2 separate regions of the Mus musculus genome follow, and region 1 is linked to region 2. The links are chromatin contacts, called in public promoter capture Hi-C maps. All regions are on one chromosome and are shown on one strand. The core of a region is the stretch at or near the end of the contact, and the rest is flanking DNA. Distances in the headings are between cores, read along the strand shown. Region 1 holds the start of Thoc3 (THO complex 3). Region 2 has its middle 9.2 kb from the start of Gm16578.

Region 1 (4,327 bases), core at 1,757-4,256, 240 kb after region 2:
TCTTGGAGAGGAGAGGATAAAGTGACTTTGCTAGAGGGAAAGTGATATTTAAGCTGAAACTTTTAGAGAGAGAATTAGCCACAATTCAAGGTGCATCAAAGTATCCTGGGCTGGCTGACTAATAATTGAATGTTTACAAGCCTCAGTTCCCTCAGGATCAACAGAAAAATGTATAATCAGTATCAGTAAGAATTCATAAAATCCAGAATGCCTAAAAGAAGGTAGGATTTTTTTCTTTAATACTCTCTCTATCTTTCAAGTCTTTTGGGACAGGCTCACAGTTAACTCCTCCCTGCAAGGCAGGGTGGCCATTGCAGAGGTCTGACAACCCCGGCCAGTGCCTCACCTGAGGATGTTGATGCAACCATTGCCGTTGGTCAGGAAGAACATGTTGTTGTCGTTGTTCCATGAGATCTCATTGACCTCAAACTTGAACTGCTCCTCCGCTTTGGAGCGGTGTGTCTTGGCGTCAATGAAAGTCACAACGTCGTCCTTGTTGCCCACAGCGATGGTCTGCCCGTCGGGACTCCAACAGATGTTAATGTTCTCCCCTGGGAACCCAGATATAATCCGTCAGCAAGCTCACCTTTGCCCATCGGCCTCCAGAGTTTATTCTGCTCTCCTGGAAAGAAGATCAGAGCTACCTTCAGCACTTATTCCTCACCAAATCAATGGAAGGAAGCTTCCGATGACCAAGAGGCGACCGTGAGTCTAGACATTTGTCAAAGCACCTCCCCACTCCAACCCCTGGCACCAGTCTCATCAAAGTCACGCGTGTCCACACTGAACACAGGTTAAAATTTTCAACTTCATTAAACCTTTTTTCAAAACACCTTTTTTTTTTTTTTTTTGTACTTTACTGTCTATAGTGCAGTTAAAAATCTATCAGAAGGTGTATCAAGAATTCTATTGTGGGAGCTTGGTGGTGATGATACATGCCTTTAAACCCAGCACATGGGAGGCAAAGGCAGGTGGATCTCTCAGTTCATGAGTCTAGCCTAGTCTACACCGTGAGTTCTAGGATAGCCAGGGCTACACAAAGAAACCCTGTCTCCCCCTCAAAAATATATGTGTACATATATATGTATATATATGTATGTGTGTGTGTATACACACACACACACATTTTCTCCCCTGTGGGGCTAGAAATGGCTCAGTGGTTAAGAACACTTGGGTTTTTTTCCCTGGAGACCCAAGTTCAATTCCCTGTACCCACAATTCACAATCACCTATAACTACATTTATAGAGGACAAGACGCCTTCTTCCAGCACCTATACACATGTGGTACGTGTACGTACACACGTACACACACACACACACACACACACAGATGAAAATTAAAAAAAAAATCTAAAATCAACAAAACTGCCTGCCTTACTTTGGGTTTTACTGCTGTGAAGAGACACCATGACCGAGGCAACTCTTATAAAGAACAACATTTAATTGGAGCTGGCTTACAGGTTCAGAGGTTCAGTCAAGTATCATCAAGGTGGGACCATGGTAGCATTCAACCAGACATGGAGCAGGAGGAGCTAAGAGTTCTACGTCTTAATCCAAAGGCATACAGAAGAATGGCTTCCAGGTAAGCCAGGATAAGGGTCTTAAAGCCCACACCCACAGTGACACGCTTCCTCCAACAAGGCCACACCTAATAGTGCCATGCCCTGGGCCAAGCCTACTCAAACTACCACACTGCTTCTTTGAACACAGCCTTTAAACAAAACGCACAACTTTCCAGATCGCCCATGGTTTCTCAGCCATTGTAACCTGCCTGAATCTCCCAAACTCTCCACGCCTCTGCACATACTACTCTTGTATAGTTTCCACTGCTCTCCTATACATCTACAGCCTGCCAGAAAAGTGCTCTGTTCTGTTCCTGTCTTCTCCAGACAGACACATACAACCCATCCTGATAACCTGCACTTGCTACAAAGATGCTTGCTGCAGATCACACTAGCTTTTCCTCCAGAACCCCCTCTCTCTGAACTCACCTTTCGTATTCACAGTGGCGATGCATTTTGTAGTCCTCACATCCCAGATGCGAATGGTTTTATCTCCAGATGCGGTGACAAAGAGGTCAGGGTTGCTTGGGTGCCAACAAAGCTGGTCCACACTATCTCCGTGGCCCCGGTAGTTGTTTTCTTTGACCTTAAAAGAACAGAATCCAGATGCCACTTTTATCCAAACAGTGGTGCCTTGAAACCAGCAAAGATCTGGATAATTCAAAACAGAAATCTAATTCTTTTTCCAAAACTACAACACCCCCTCCCCCCCCCCCCCATGAACCTCTCTGAGCTTTGACATTGGCCCTTCCTGGCCTCCCTTCTTTCTTTTTCCACCACCACCTCAACCAACCTGTCCTGCGCTATCATTTTCAAATAAAGCCTTCCTCTCCACCCTAGGGGCTCTACCACCCCATTAGTCCCTAGCCACTCGTCACCAGGGCTCTTCTAGACCCTCACCACTTTCTGCCACCTGACTTCAACCTCCCCCGGCCCGCAGCCACGTCGCCACACCTCTTTACTGCCACTAAGTTCGCTCTCTGCTCTCCGCCAGGCAGCCTCACCCCCTTCGTCATTCCAACTCTTCCAGCCCCAAACCCCTTCCTCATCACCGCCAACGACAGGCCATACCCCTACCTCTCCTGCTTTTTCTCCCTCCGCACACAGCCCTCTTCTCCGCCAAGCCCGTGCCCTACAAGCTCACCAGCCGGTCCTTCTCCAGCAAGAACACGCTGGCAGTCTTGTCGAAGGACCCCGAGGCCAAGCGACGGCCATCGCAGCTCCAGGCGACCGAGTGCACCTTAGCACTGTGCGCCGGGAATTCGCGCGTCTTGCTGTGGCCTCGGAAGAGCTCCTGCATCCCGAGCACGTAACGAGACGGGCCACTGCTCACTGAGCACCAGGGCGCCATCGAGCCGGGGCCGCTCTGGCCGAGGGCCGAGGGGCCCAGGACCGCAGCGGGCGCCGCCATGCCTCCCTCCTCACGGACCGCGCGCCGGAAGCTGGATACTCTGAGTCTGGCGCCGTCGCCCTGCACATGCGCCGAAAAAGCGCCGCGTCGCTCCGCGCTGGCGCCTCTCACTCGCGGAACTACAAATCCCGCCATGCAGCGCGCGTCCACCTTTCCCTTTTGAAATAGGACTGATTCTTCCTTAAATTCGCTTTTTTTTGTTTGGTTTGTTTTGTTTTGTTTTGTTTTCGAGACAGGGTTTCTTTGTTTGTTTCCTGGCTGTCCTGGAACTCACTCTAGACCAGGCTGGCCTCTAACTCAGAAAACTGCCTGTCTCTGCCTCCCAAGTGCTGGGATTAAAGGCGTGTGCCACCACTGCCCGACTTGCTTCCCTCCCCCTCCCCACCCCCCACCAAGAGTTCAACTTTTTTTTTAAATGGTCTTCTTACCAGTTTCTTGGTAGCCTTGCTTATTCAAAAAAGAGAGTCAAGATAAATCCTCCAGTTTACCTGCATGTAAAATATCTTTTTTCTAGAGTTGTTTTTCACTGTAAGGTCCTCATCGTGCCCTTAAAGCAAAAGGCCATTGCAAGTTGTCGCTCCTGGAGAAAGGTTAGATGTTTGTGGAATGAAGGAATTGATAAGAAATGTGGGTTTGAGCCGGGCGTGGTGGCGCACGCCTTTAATCCCACCACTCGGGAGGCAGAGGCAGGCGGATTTCTGAGTTCGAGGCCAGCCTGGTCTACAACGTGAGCTCCAGGACAGCCAGGGCTATACAGAGAAACCCTGTCTCGAAAAACCAAAAAAAAAAAAAAAAAAAAAAAAAAAAGAAAAAAAAAAGAAAAAAGAAATGTGGGTTTGTCGGTTGGACTTGGGAAAAGTTGTTCGGTTAATTTGAGATTTGGTTTGTTCGGGGGTTTTGTTTTTGTTTTTAGTTTTTGAAGACAGGGCTTCTCAGTGTATCCCTGACTGCCCTGGAACTCACTCTACAGACCAGGCTGGCCTCGAACACACAGACATCCGCCTGCCTCTGCCTCCCAAGACGTTTTTCTGTCTTTTGATCTTGGTTGTTAAAGGATATTGTATATACATGATAGTAAACTAAAAGAAAATAGCGGAAAGTACAATGACCATTTTGTGTGCCATGCTCACATCTCTGATCCTCCCACTTATGTCTCTGTTAAACCAAAAGATACCCGGGTGGAAAAAAACAATGGTGCACAGCCAGGATTCGCCAAGCACTGGAGAAGAACTGTGCAGGGATAGGGGACACCAGAGGAATATATCCAACAAATATTCGTGTGAAAATGTCCTTATGAAGCCAGCTGTGGTGTCGCAGGCTTATAACCCCATCACTGGGGAGACAGGGACAGGC
Region 2 (4,834 bases), core at 1,129-3,628:
AAAACATGTAAAGCTAACAGAAACACAAAGAAAAACTTACAACTCATTATAATATAAAATGTATAATATATTATCAGTATTTAAAAACCAGGTATATGACTATCAATATAAGAATATAATTCTTTATTTCGATTTACAATTGAAAGTGTAATGTTCCCTCCCGACAAAAGCAGAACACATTCGGCACACAAAAGAGCTGTCTAAAGCTGGGTATAGTGGCAGACACTTACTCCCAGAGGCAGAGGCAGGTGGATCTCTGTGAGTTCAAGGCCAGCCAGGGCTACATAGCAAGATCCTGTCTCAAAAGAACAAACCGAAGAAAAAGAGTTGAGCATCTACTAGAACTCTGTTCATAAAGCAGTCCTCTAATGAAGACAAAGTTAAGTAGCAAAAGAAACCTATGCTAACTTGCTAACGCATTCCTTAGTTGGTGGAGTGAAGGAAAAAAGTCTTTAAGCTGTTAGGAAATAGAGTTGAGTGCAGGACAATGTAAACAAGACTTCGAAACATACTCCATTCCTCAAAGTGTCCACCAAGGGAAATGCAGGAGTACGTGCTTAGAACATAAACAATGGGTTTGAAATTTAAGTACTAAAAGTTCAACTTGGAAAGTTAAAAAAGATCAACACCGCGCACCCATACACAGTAAAGAAAAGGTCAACCATGGAGCAGACATTAGTGAAGCAAAAGACAAAGGCTTGGTCAAAAGAAGAGCAACAAACCCAACCACAGTTCTGAGGAAAATTCTGGAAAAACTGGCAGGTCCATCGCAAAGAATGGAGGACGTTTTTGTAGATTTTTGGTATAATTAAGAATAAAAATACCATTGGAATCAACTCCATGTCCACCCAAAGGGAAACAATGATCAGGTGGAGGTGTTCAGTCAGCACCACACACAGGTAGGAAAACCATTTGCACGTTAAAAATAGGAATGGGAGGGGTCAGGAAGAAAAAGGGGGGAAAAAGTATTGGATGCCACGTGTCTTAGTCAGGGTTTGTATTCCTACACAAAACATCATGACCAAGAAGCAAGTTGGGGAGGAAAGGGTTTATTCAGCTTACATTTCCACATTGCTGTTCATCACCAAAGGAAGTCAGGACAGGAACTCACACAGGGCAGGAACCTGGAGGCAGGAGCTGATGCAGAGGACATGGAGGGGTGCTGCTTACTAGATTGCTTCCCTTGGCTTGCTCAGCTTGCTTTCTTATAGAACCCAGGACTACCAGCCCAGGGATGGCACCACCCACAATGGGCCCTCTCAGCCCTGATCACTAATTGAGAAAATGCCTTATAGCTGGATCTCATGGAGGCATTTCCTCAAGGGAGGCTCCTTTCTCTGTGATAACTTCAACTCCTATCAAGTTGACACACAAAGCCAGCCAGTACACCACGTGACACACAAAAGCCAATCACAACATTTAAACTTGTAGAAGAAAAAAAAAAAAAGAACACTTTGATGACTTTGGGATGTATAAGGCTTTTCATAAACAATCCCAGAAAGGAAAATAAATAAAACATGGCTATTAAAATGAAGGCAAATGTGGGCTGAGTTGCTGGCACAGTAGGTAAAAACTCTTGAGACATAAGCACAAGGAACTGAGTTTGAATTCCTGGAACCCACATTGTAAAGCCAGACATGGTTGCATGTGCTTCTAACCCCAGCACTGAGGGGTGGAGACAAGTGCAGCCCCAGAGCTTGCCAGCCGACCCGAAGGATCTTACTTCAAGTTCAGTGAGAGACCTGCCTCAGGGCAATAAGGTATGAATAAAAAGTCAGCCTCAGAGGGGGAAAAAATCATAAAACATGATACCATCTACATAAAATAAATGAAGGCAAAACAAAATATTTGCTGGAGTGAATCAGGTGCTCATGAATTTCAACGACTTTACTTACATAGTCTTTAAATCATGTCTATGTACTTAAAATAGGATCTGTTTGGCTGGCTAGTGTATTTCATTCAAAAATATCCAATAGATGAATTGTGAACCAAGAGGATTTGCTGGAGTAGGGGGATTACCTGAGTTGTTTATCTGTGTCTTTTTGTTGGTTCTACGTGCTGACATTTTACTGTGAATATGTCATGATGAATTACTAGGCAGGCTCCTTAGAGGGCAAAGGCTTCAGTTTCGAGTGGCTCCTCGGTAGTAATTTCAGCAAGAAGTACTTTCTCAGAGCTAGTGGAATGTTCGTCCAAGGGCGGACACCTCCCTGCTAGCTTGGCCAAATATGTGCATTGCTGCTCATGTGGGAGCAGAAACCTCTGAAATGCCACAGGCCTGACCTTGCCGACCAGACGAAGGTACAGAGTGTTAAGAGAGAGGGCCAAGGGCCACCTGGGAGTTCCCGGCAGTGACTCAGCCAGGGTGTGCCACGCACAGAAGGAGGCTGGGAATCAGCAGAGTCTTTGTCCACGGAGCCTTGCAAAGCCAGGCACCCACAGCCATAGCCACCGTGTGACTAGCAGAAGTGAGCAAGGAAAGTAGAGTCTCCATCCCTCTCCCTGTATGGAAGGAGGAGCAGAGAGCTTGATTGTCCCACTGGCCAAGCTTCCCCAGCTCATGCAAGACGTGTGAGATGGTTCTCTCTGGGTTCCATCTCCAGCACTGTGAACATTGAAACGTGGCACAGATAGAACATTCATTGCCTGGGCCCCCTAATGTATGAGGTGCTCGCTCTGGTGTGTTTTATAACCCTGGGTTCTTACCAGAGTTGGAGAATATATAATTATGAGTAGCTCCATATGAGATTCAGAGGAAGGATCATATAGGAACAGAGCTGGGATTTGTAGGCATGGCCCCTGGTTGCTTCTCCTTATAGGGTGATGGCCTTCCCTGCTCTGCCTGTAAAACTTAACTGCTCTAGACAGGGAAGAGAATCCCACAGGCTTAGTCCAGGCTTAGAGGATGCACAGCACAAGGGCTCATCCCATGGACTTGTCTCAGTGACCACCTGTTCTAGCCTGCTTTCTGTTACTGTGAAAACAAACAAACAAACAAACAAACAACAAATCCTCTATAACCAAAAGCTATTTGGGAAGAAGAGGGTTTATTTTAGCTTATAGGCTATATAGTTCATCATGGCAGAAAGCCAAAGCAAGAACTCAAGGCAGGAGCTTGAAACCAAGAGAGTGGCTGCTTACTGGCTTGCTCACTCTGGCTTGCTCAGCTAGGCTCCTTACAAAGCCCATACTCTCCTGCCTAGGGATGGTACCACCCACAGTGGGCTATATCCTCTTACATCAGTTAGCAATCAAGAAAAATCCCCACAGAGAGGCCAATCTGATGGAGGCAATTTCTCAACTGAGGGTCCCTCTTTCCGTGTATGTCAAGCTGACAAGCAAGATTAGTCATGTCAGTACCCCAGCTCTGACTTATGCTTGTGTCTCTACAGGAAAACAGCATTGTCTTGCACCATATGCTCCAATAACCTCCTAAGCTGCTGCAAGAGCCTGTGGAGGCTTCGTTTCCTCCAGCAACACCCAGAAGGACCCTCAAAGGAGCAACTGGGGGAGCCACTGTCTGAAGAGACAGAAAGGACACCATCACAGGAAGGAATGGGGCTGTTGTCCTATGAGGCTGTCTAGATCCTGCCCAGGACACCAAGATGCTGGCCTTATCACTTGGATCTCCTTTCTGGAGCCCCTGTATACCAAGCCCCACCAAACCACTGAGGACAAACTTCAGCCTGAGCCTGGAGGCTCACAGAACACACAAAACATCTTCCCTGGGAGCAGATTTCAGACAGGTTAAAATCCTTAGGCAGAATTCCTTGGGTTCAAAGCTCATGTTGGTGCTGGCCCTAGGAGTCATGAGCAGAGAGAGCAGGACAGAGATGGATACACAGGTGTACATGGACGTGCTTCTATAGAAAACATGCACATCTGCCAAGCAGGGCAAAGGATACTATCATAAAGCACTGAGAAGCCTCGCTTCCCTGCGAGGTCTCAATGTGAGCAGAAAAGAAGAGAAGCGAGTGGAAGAGAAAGAAGAGGAAAGAAATTGCCCTCCATGGACACCTAACTAAGTTCCAGATACTTTGCCTACACAGGCTCTCATAATTTATATACATATGCTTAGGATAAGCATCACTCTCCAGTCTTTACAGAGATGGAAACTGAGAGTCAGGGTAGTGTGGAATGTACCTCAGGCCACTCAGCCAGAAAGTATGTCTGGGATAGAGGTACTAAGAATGGATGTGTGGGAAGATGTGTGGATGGATGGACAAATGGATGATGGATGAATGAGTATATGGATGGATGGATGGATGGATGGATGGATGGATGGATGGATGAATGAATGGATGAATAAATAAAAATCCAGGCTTATGTCCATGCCTTCTAAACTACACTGATACTCAGAAGAGAAGCCAAGACAATTCCTTAACTCAGCTAACCCTCCTCTAGCAAGTCTTAGCCCTTCAGGAAGCCCTCCATGATGAGCTACAGCCATTGATGGTGCTCATTTTCAACAAGAAGTAGTGTACAGTGGGCTTGTGGGGCAAAGTGTGTCTACTGAGTCCCAGGAAAGCACAGACAGAAGCTGGGAAGATGCAGAGAGTACAAATGTGTAGGTTGACCTAATGCCACCCTCATCTGGCTACATGACCAGAACAAATCCCTGGCCCCTCTGAGCAGCTCTATATTCCTCTGTGTAAATGAGTAGACTCCCTTTCTATAGTTAGAGAATGACTGAGAGATTCAAGGAGGTGGAGTTGGCGAGAGCCCCAGAGAGAAGAGGATATCTGTGGACTTCTCTCCCCGAGGACTCCTCATTGCTGTTGCCCTTCCATGACCTCAACTCCTCCTTGATACCCAGGTTTCCTTGGGTTTCCAA

Evidence for each region. Promoter capture Hi-C pulls out the DNA fragments that hold promoters and counts their contacts.
Region 1: a contact with region 2 is called in a promoter capture Hi-C map of pre-B cells. The contact joins the promoter of Thoc3 here to the enhancer-like site in region 2. A contact is called at or near these places in 16 of 39 promoter capture datasets (the 3T3-L1 cell line, the C10 cell line, the HPC-7 cell line and 10 more), 1 of 15 datasets of contacts at CTCF or cohesin (large pre-B cells), 3 of 115 datasets of contacts at active chromatin or transcription factors (embryonic basal ganglia, kidney and large pre-B cells) and 1 of 9 other capture datasets (adipose tissue).

Annotation. Positions count from the first base shown.
Region 1 is chr13:54,465,834-54,470,160 of GRCm38.p6, forward strand. It overlaps Thoc3 (THO complex 3), which reads right to left and starts at 3,007. Exons shown (of 6, transcript NM_028597.3): 1 at 2,708-3,007; 2 at 1,993-2,149; 3 at 347-551. The coding sequence starts at 2,974.
Region 2 is chr13:54,229,788-54,234,621 of GRCm38.p6, forward strand. It overlaps a transcript of Hrh2 not described here. Among named protein-coding and RNA genes, the nearest start is that of Gm16578, 9.2 kb to the left of the region's middle. Within about 2 kb of position 2,379, at least 27 of the 459 cell types and tissues checked have an H3K27ac peak or open chromatin away from gene starts, as enhancers often do. A contact at or near this core is called in adipose tissue, where this site is marked.